Regions from separate parts of the Mus musculus genome. Here region 2 is linked to region 1. The links are chromatin contacts, called in public HiCAR-type maps. All regions are on one chromosome and are shown on one strand. The core of a region is the stretch at or near the end of the contact, and the rest is flanking DNA. Distances in the headings are between cores, read along the strand shown.

Region 1 (4,142 bases), core at 1,094-3,593:
AACAGCATTCTGTATGGTCCTCAATATATGTTTCTGACTCATCAGTGTAGTGGCTGCTGCTTCTTTCTGTGGAGTTTAAACCAGTCCCATCGCAAAAGGGTTCAGGTCACCCCACTGTGGGGACTACGCTACTATGCTACATTTGTGGGTTCCGAGTCAATGACTATGAGTGATAAAACAATTTCCAACTTCAAATCCAGTAAAAATTGGGTACATAGGCCAATCATCCTGAACTGGACCTCTTCACAGAGTTGTATGCCCTAGACATACAATACTTTCATCACATGGCTTCCTGAAACAAAATTTCTTCATTGATAGTGGTGTCATGAAGCATGAGGGACCAAGACTCCTGATCTCAGTTCCTTGTTCGACAAACAAACAAAAAAATAAACCAAAAAGAGAAGAAGAAAACCCATAATGAATGTTCCTTGAATTATATAAGCTGTTATAATTTATTTCAATTTCCCTAATGGGCTATTAGGATTTCAAACTGCTGTAATAAATTAAGCAAAAATGGAAAGCAAATGTCCTTTTGCTGTATTTTCCACAAATAACCCCTTTCCAAACACTCTTTTACATTAAAAGATTTAATTTTTAGTGTTCACCTATCTCAGGCTACCTTGGTACATGCAAAAATGCAAATTAACTGAAAGTATTCCCCCAAGGGAAAAAGTGTTAAATGAAAAACAGTCTACAACTCCCTGCATATAACCACCAAGCAGACAGAGATCTGCTGCCAATATCCATTGCAAGCCATGTCATTGTCCATCTCTAGAAAGATGGTCAGCGTTGCCAGGATGAGTGTGGCGCTAGAACTTTGGAGGTGTGTGCTATTGGTAAGATGGCGGTATGAAGCAACCCCTGTACTATGCAGAGAAATAAAAGACACAGACAGGGGTAGGAACTGGAATCGTTTCCAGGTCTGACTGAGTTTCGGATGTAACCACCGGTCTTGATTACTCTAATCAAGGATGATTGCAGCCCTGCACTTCCATTTACCAAATGCCAATGCTCGGAAAGTAAAATAATCTCCTGAGAAATTACTGTGTCCCTTTGACTTTTTGAAGTGTATTGGGAGTTGTTACTCTTCTGAACAAAATGCCAAGGACAGTGGTCTCTATGGAAGCCTCCTGTAATCGTTACTTATGCTAAATATTGGCATCTATCTTGAAATGTAACCAGTCCGATTCAAGGTTTAAAGGCATCGTCACAACTGTCCATTTGACTTCAAAAGAGTAAAGATCTTGCAGAACTTAAGCACCTTCATAATCTTCCCTTTCAGTCTCGCCTCAGCCCCATCACATCACAACACAAGTAACTCATCTTTTTCTCCTCTCACAGTTTCTTCACAGCCTTCCTGACACTGCTCATTATTTCTGGAATCAACTAATTTCAGTCTCTTTTCTAGGGTGTCTTGGCCTCAACCTCACCATCCAATCACCTCCCGTTATTGAAAGGCTGGAATTAACTCTGCTTTTCTCTCTACTACCTGGTTATTTAGCCATGCCTGATTCCCAGAAGAAACGTGCCTGCCCAGGAAACTGGAGGTGCGGCTAGGACTCTCAGGCTCACGCATGCGCGGTGGCACTGTGCCCCAGGCGCTCCTAGAGCAGGTATTCCTCGGGCCCCGCGGGGCCTGCGTGGGAACCGAAAGTCCCTGGGTCCCCATGCACTGGTTAGCCAGGGCCCCAGGCCCGGCGCTGCCCGCCACGCTGCCTGTTGGGGATGATCCTGGGCTCGGGGGGAGCGGATGGCTGGCGCCAGTTACCTCTCCATAGCCTGCAAAGTGTAGCTGATGAGCGGCCTTTCCAGAACCCGGCAGAACTGCTTCGGGGTGCGGACGCCCATCCTTTCCCCGCAACCCCCAGCCGGCAGCACGGCGGCCACGGTTCCAGGGCGGTTCCCGGGCTCCGCCCCAGCGACGGACAACGGGGACTCCGGGAACGCTGAGCCCGCGCCCGCGGGGCCGCTCACGCAATGCCCAGGCTCAGCGGGCCTGCTGCACGGCCCAGGCTCCATAGCAGGCAGAGCGCAGAAGCTCGAGGTGCAGATGGAAACCGAGAGCGAGACGCCAGCACCGGCCCTGGGACGAGATCAAGGGTCGCACTGGGCCAGGAACGGCGCCGAGCGGACTCGGGGAAAGTGGCCTCGGGTGCTGATCGCGGAGGAAGCCAGCAAGCCTTGTCTTCCCAGCCTGGGCCCAGCGCCCCTAGGCAGCAATGCTCTTCCTGCTCTTCCCTCTATCCCTCCGGGCAGGTCGAGCCGAGGCTGCAGTAGCAGTCCTTACAGATTTGACAGTCACACACAGGCAGCTATGCACAGCACAGTCATGGGCCCCATTCTAGATAAGTCGGAAATAATTGTATTCAAGGTACAGTTCAAGACCCATATGTGTGCACCTCGGTCATAAGAATTTCGTTATCCACAGATGGCACCCTGATTCTACCAAGTGGAAAGACAAATGGCTAGGCAAAGTCTAGAATCCGTACTGCAAGGTTGATTCCCAGACCTGTCTGTCTGCACCTTTGAACAACCAAGTAGAGTGTCCTTGAATTCTGTATTCCACACTCAAATTTTAAGATTTTAAGATTTGAATGTTTTTAAATTCCACAGGTGATTCTATTGGGCAAGTGTGATTTTATTGTAACCAGAGGGGGACAGCAACCACACTCACTACTGAATAATCAACACACATCTCCTGTTAACAGGAAAAAGAAAAAAAAAAAAAAAACCTCTAGTGGTCATTTTCACTGACAGGGGAACGTGGGTGCTAAGTAACTTATGTAAGACTGCACAGCCAATGATGGCAAGGCAACCATAAATCTTCGGTTTAGAGGTGCAACGAGCAAGCGTTGAGAAGTTTCAGGCCTGGTGCTCATCTAGTGCTTATTTAGGACTATCCTTCTGGGAAATGTTGATGAAACAGAATGGGTACTCCGAGTGCCAGGCACCACTGTATTCAGGATCTGGAATGTGGAATTCATGAGAGCATGCCCTAGCTTTGCTTTGGGTTTGGGTTGTATGCCCAGCTTCAGGAATGTGACAGGGGCCTAATACTTACTGAAGGAACTGCTGATTGAATAATGACAAGGGAAAAGGAATTATTTGACCATGTATATTATCAATCTTCACCCATCAATAGCTAAATTAGAATCATAAAAACAAAAACTTGAGGATTGAATTACCCAGTTATAGTATTAAATCTCATTGTTTTTATCAACTTTGCCAATTGAAAGCATACGAAATTTTTTTAAAAATTCTCTTCTCTTACCCTCTTTTGTCTAATATTCTAAAGCACTTTCTTTTGTTGCTTTCATTATGACTAATGGACAGCTTCTGTGTTAACTGAAGTTTGTTGAACTCTTGACCCTTCGATGAAAAGGAAGCATTATAGCTTGCTTGTTTGTATTGCAATGCTTGAATGTTTCCTTCCCAGGAGGCAGGAGTGTGCAAGGAAGAGAGAGACTGAGAGACAGAGTGAAGCTGGGGGCGGGGGGGGGGGGGCAAAAAGACTGATTGAGTCTAGGAAAGAGCTCTTTGCTAGGGAGTTGGGTGTTTGATTTGTTAGAGCTTGCTCAAAGGAGACTCTTGAGAAGGCTCCATCGCATCTTATGAACTAACACATTATGTTACTTACAAAACCCAGTGACCAGCCCAGAGACAGCAGCACACTCAGCAGGCAGAAAGCACAAGAGGCAGACAGACGACCAGGGGAACTGGACTCCATAAAACCCATGGCTTTTGGCCTTTCCAATGTGGTTGCTGGTTAGAATTTTTTAAATCTGTGCATGGGGGTACATTATTTATGTGTCTTGTGGTGTTAGCCATTAAGTTTTATTATGGTAGGATATGTTAAATGTAGGGTTTGTGAAATGAGCGCGTGAGTTATGGAGCGAGCCACCCAAAAGGATGGAACTTTTACAAGAAAAAAGGGCTGGCAAGAATGCAGGCAAAGAAGCCTAGTATGCTTATGGAAATTTAAATTAGTCCGTTTTATAGGACTATTTTAGTTAGAATTTTATTGTTGTGAAGAGACACCATGACCACAGCAACTCTTATAAAGGAAAACATTTAATTAGGGCTGGTTTACAGTTTCAGAGGTTCACTCCAATATAGTAATGATGAGAAGCATGGTGGCATGC
Region 2 (4,142 bases), core at 1,049-3,548, 95 kb before region 1:
CTGATGGACCACTGAGCCTTAAGGATCGATCTTCCTCTCTGTCTCACCAGTACTGGGATTACAGGTATATACTACCACATACTGCTGTGTCTCACAACTTCAAAAGTCCAAAAGTAACACTCCAAGTTTTCTTTCTCCTGTTTCCAAATGTACTTTAATTATCAGTGTTGGTATTTAGTACAAATCAGGAAGGAAGTAAAGAAATACACATTTAAACTTGAAAGACTATAGCAAAACTCTGAATTTGAAATGCAGTAGAAATAGCTTAGATAGATGTGACCTATAGGAGATTATAAGGAGCAGCCTTAACCAATGTTTCTCAAATATGAATTATAATGCAATTAACTTGGGTTCTTAGCAAAACACATTCTGACTCACATGGGAGTGGGATTGATGACTATAATCTCAGGGTGTCTAAAAATCACATGACTACTGACTTGGCTACCTAGAGAGTATGAAGGCCCCAGAAATGTGGACCTATGTAGGCCCAGTAACATCAGAATCGCCTCTAAAGTCCTAGAAACAAATGCCTTAAAGAATAAGGAAGCTCATTATTTAGTTTCCAACTAAGTCAACTGCTTAAACCTAGTCATGTAAGCTCACTCAGAATAAACTAGAACACCTTGAAAATACCACGTTAGAAACTGTTACCTAAACAAGATAACAAATAGCTTAAAATATTTGTTTTTGCATGGCTGCTGGCTCTGATAATATGTGGGGAAAGTATTACAACCTGGAAAATCAGTAGTTGAGACAGTAATCTCCTTGCTGCTCACACTGCCCCTCTCCCTAAGCAATGCACAGCTTCCTTAGAAGTACAATCAAACTGAGTTTTCTACGTCTTTATGTTAAAAGCATAAACAACCACAGCACAACTTTGCCAACTGCTCACAAAGAAATATTTATACATTGCCTGGCTGATACGTAAATATATGTCAACTTTTTGATTTATGGTTATAGATTAACTATTTACAAGCACAGAAACACAAATTATATGACATTAATTGTTTGAAACAAAATATTCTTGAAGGAAAACAAATCTGAGGGTAACTAAAACACAGTCTCACAATTACAGAGAGCTCAGCTTTCCACATGCGAGCCAACTGCTTGCCTACAACTCTAAAAGGAAGCTACACATCTGGGTCAAGGGCTACCCACCCCAGCAAGAGACTGAATTTAAAACTTTACTTCTCACCCGAAACTTGAGCGTTATCATTTTGCTCAGAGTCTAATTTGGAAAAGAACAGTCACCAGCTTCCTGTTGTCCCGAGGACAGAGGGAACACCCCTTGTCTCACTACTAAAATCGGATGTTTAAAAGGGAGTTCTCAATCCGAGACAACTTTATCCCCTGTGACATTTGACAGTTTCATGAGATAATTTTCATGGCCACAGACATGGTGTAAAGGAGAGGGGGCAGTGTGGCACTGAGGGGGCACCTCAGTGGTGTGTGTGGCTTTGGGTACTACCAGACAACGCACTAAACCCTCCTGAGATCCAAGGATCTCCTACACATCCAGGATGCGGCTGAGCTTGAGAACTCTGACTGGAACCATAGAGCCTGCAGAACACAGAGAGAATTCCCTTTCTGTGTGCTGATTACATTCCCAGCACACTAGTAAGTACTGGCTGGGTGTTAAATACACTATGTGGCATCTTAAGGGCAATATAGTGATGAAAAGCAAGCATTATTCCCAAATACACGGTCATGTTCCTTGAAAAAAATATATATATAATGCAGGCGTTGTCAGAAAAATAAGTTTGTTTTGGATTTTTTTGTTTGTTTGTTTTAAAAGTCATCCATTTCAAATTCTCTAAGTTGTACAAACTATTATATGGAAGGCACTCCTTGATGCTCTGACAGGATAGTGCAGAGGCCAGGGACAGCCTTCCATACATTAAACAGGAGGGACCTTCCCAGGCTTATTGAAATATCAGTATATATAGTTCCCTTTCTGATAGGATTGATGCTCCATACTTAATAGGCTGAAGTCTTTCTTTTATGAAAATTAAAATCAATGTGGTATAATAAGTGGTGTTTCACAAGCAGGAAACAAAATAAAATGCAATTTTCAAAACACAAATCAGAGATCTCCGTGGCTGCCAAACATCTGTCCACCTAAAATGTCTGGGATTTAACTGTCTCTAGAAATCCTCAGTGGCCTCACATCTGAAGCTCAGGCGCTGACAGTCACAAGGTTGAACACACCTTTAATCATGGCTTCAGCTGCACACAGGTCTTGTTTGTAGGTCACCTAAAGGACAGATAAACCTCATTAGGCTCAACAGAGCAGGCAGGAATGTGAGAGCTGTAAAACAAAGCCCCAAGGGAATTCTTCCCTCGGGAGAAACTGCACACACCACACAAGCCATTTCCAAACCAAAGAGCCATTAGACGTTCACATTAAATCAAATCCAATTTCAACAAATTATGAAGATCTAAGCCTTATATCTTTGACTAAGTTATGATAGCACGTAGCAGTGGTTACTGAAATATGATTATTATAACTGGTGTCAAAGGAAATGCATAAGGGTTCAAACAGAAGTATGCACACCACTGTTGTATAAGGTTTCACACTGGAAAAGAAAGAGGTAAGGAAGAAAGGAGAAAGAGGGAGGAAAGAAGGGCTGCGAGGCTGAGGGAGGAAGAGAGTCTCCAAATAGCAAAAGATGACCAGCTCCATTCTAAGCTGAAATTCTCAAAGACCAATTTACATCTAAAGGGACTTCGGAATTCTGAAGGTCATTGTAAAACGGGTTGGTTGCACCTTGTGAAATTTTTCTTAAAGCACAGCCTCTATAAAAAGAATCTATAGGGTACCACAGTGCACCTAAGGACAATGATGCACTTTCCTTAATAGCAAACAGCTTGCTCATAATTGCACCCTGCTTGTTGTAAGGTAACCTTCCACAGTATGCATATCCGGTCTATGGCAGATCCTTCCCAAGGGCCATCCAGTAAGTTCAGATGCAGAACACCTGCAAATTACTGATTTATACCATGGAACTAGAACACACAGTGAACAATAAAATAGTATCAAGTCGGTACAATAAGGTTCGATGGGCACATCTCTCAAATGCCCAGTTAATTAACAATGTCAGTGGCCTCAACTTTGTCATGTAAAATGTTCACCTAACTAGTCCCTTTCCAGACTGTCAGGTTGGTTTTGTTTTGTTTTCTCTAAATGATCTCTGCCATGATCTTGCTTAGCTCAAGTAGACCAGGGCACATGTATAAAGTAAATTCCCCTGCCAGGCTTTACCCTAGCAGGCAGGTTTGATGATGCCATACTCTTTTTTTCACTGCAGTAACAGCAAACACAGAAAGACAGATGGAAGTCTACTGGACCAATTTACTGATCTATTAAAAACAAAGATGCCATTACTCTGCCAGCTGTACAGAAAGTACAACTCACTGTTCTCTGTGACCCTTGGCACTGCAGTTACTCTCCACAGTCCATTTCTGCGGTCTATGAAACAAGAACATGCTCAGTCTATGGATTTCCCAACTGTGATGTATCTGATTCCAATAAGTGTTTACAGAAAGGGTTATAAAGTGATCTAGATGCCCTTCACTCTGCTAGGAGCAGAGCAACGGCAGGGCCCAGTGGAACCTTTGACCTCTGGACATGCCCCCTTCGTCAAGAACTTCCTGTGAAACGGAATAAACCTAGTTTTGAACTATTTCTTAATTTCAGGTTAACTATATACCTGAATTGCAAACTAACTTATATTTGCAACTTAAATAAGAAAATAATTTGTATAGCCATTGTCTGTTGTATAGATTAAACTCCAGTCAGAACTCAAGAGTATACGTAGCTATTGATTTACTTCCTCCTGCATTGAGTGGTAAACTACAATCTAGGTTCAAGTTAATATTAATACTGGACATTTAAACTGATATAAATTTATCACCAAATACTAAATTAACTTTCAGAATTCTTAAAACTTCAAGTAATTACTTATGAATAAAATGCATGTTTTTCACTTTATAGTAATAGCCACAAACCAGACTTTAAAAGTTTGTTAAGTTTATTTCTACTGCCTCCAGCATATAGGTTATAGATGCCAACACAGAGATGAATATTTTTTACTTAGATTAACATCTACTATGTGTTTAGGGATAGTTTTAAAGCCAGGCAT

Evidence for each region. HiCAR-type assays count read pairs that join an accessible place to other places.
Region 2: a HiCAR-type map of kidney shows a contact between it and region 1, with 13 times the contacts expected there. The contact joins the enhancer-like site here to the promoter of Crppa in region 1. A contact is called at or near these places in 3 of 484 Hi-C or Micro-C datasets (epidermal suprabasal cells, nephron progenitors and olfactory sensory neurons) and 2 of 115 datasets of contacts at active chromatin or transcription factors (embryonic stem cells and kidney).

The regions. Positions count from the first base shown.
Region 1 is chr12:36,379,651-36,383,792 of GRCm38.p6, reverse strand. It overlaps Crppa (CDP-L-ribitol pyrophosphorylase A), which reads right to left and starts at 2,343. Exons shown (of 10, transcript NM_178629.6): 1 at 1,769-2,343. The coding sequence starts at 2,019.
Region 2 is chr12:36,474,812-36,478,953 of GRCm38.p6, reverse strand. It overlaps Crppa (CDP-L-ribitol pyrophosphorylase A), which reads right to left. Exons shown (of 10, transcript NM_178629.6): 5 at 2,209-2,254. Among named protein-coding and RNA genes, the nearest start is that of Crppa, 95 kb to the right of the region's middle. Within about 2 kb of position 2,298, at least 20 of the 459 cell types and tissues checked have an H3K27ac peak or open chromatin away from gene starts, as enhancers often do. A contact at or near this core is called in kidney, where this site is marked.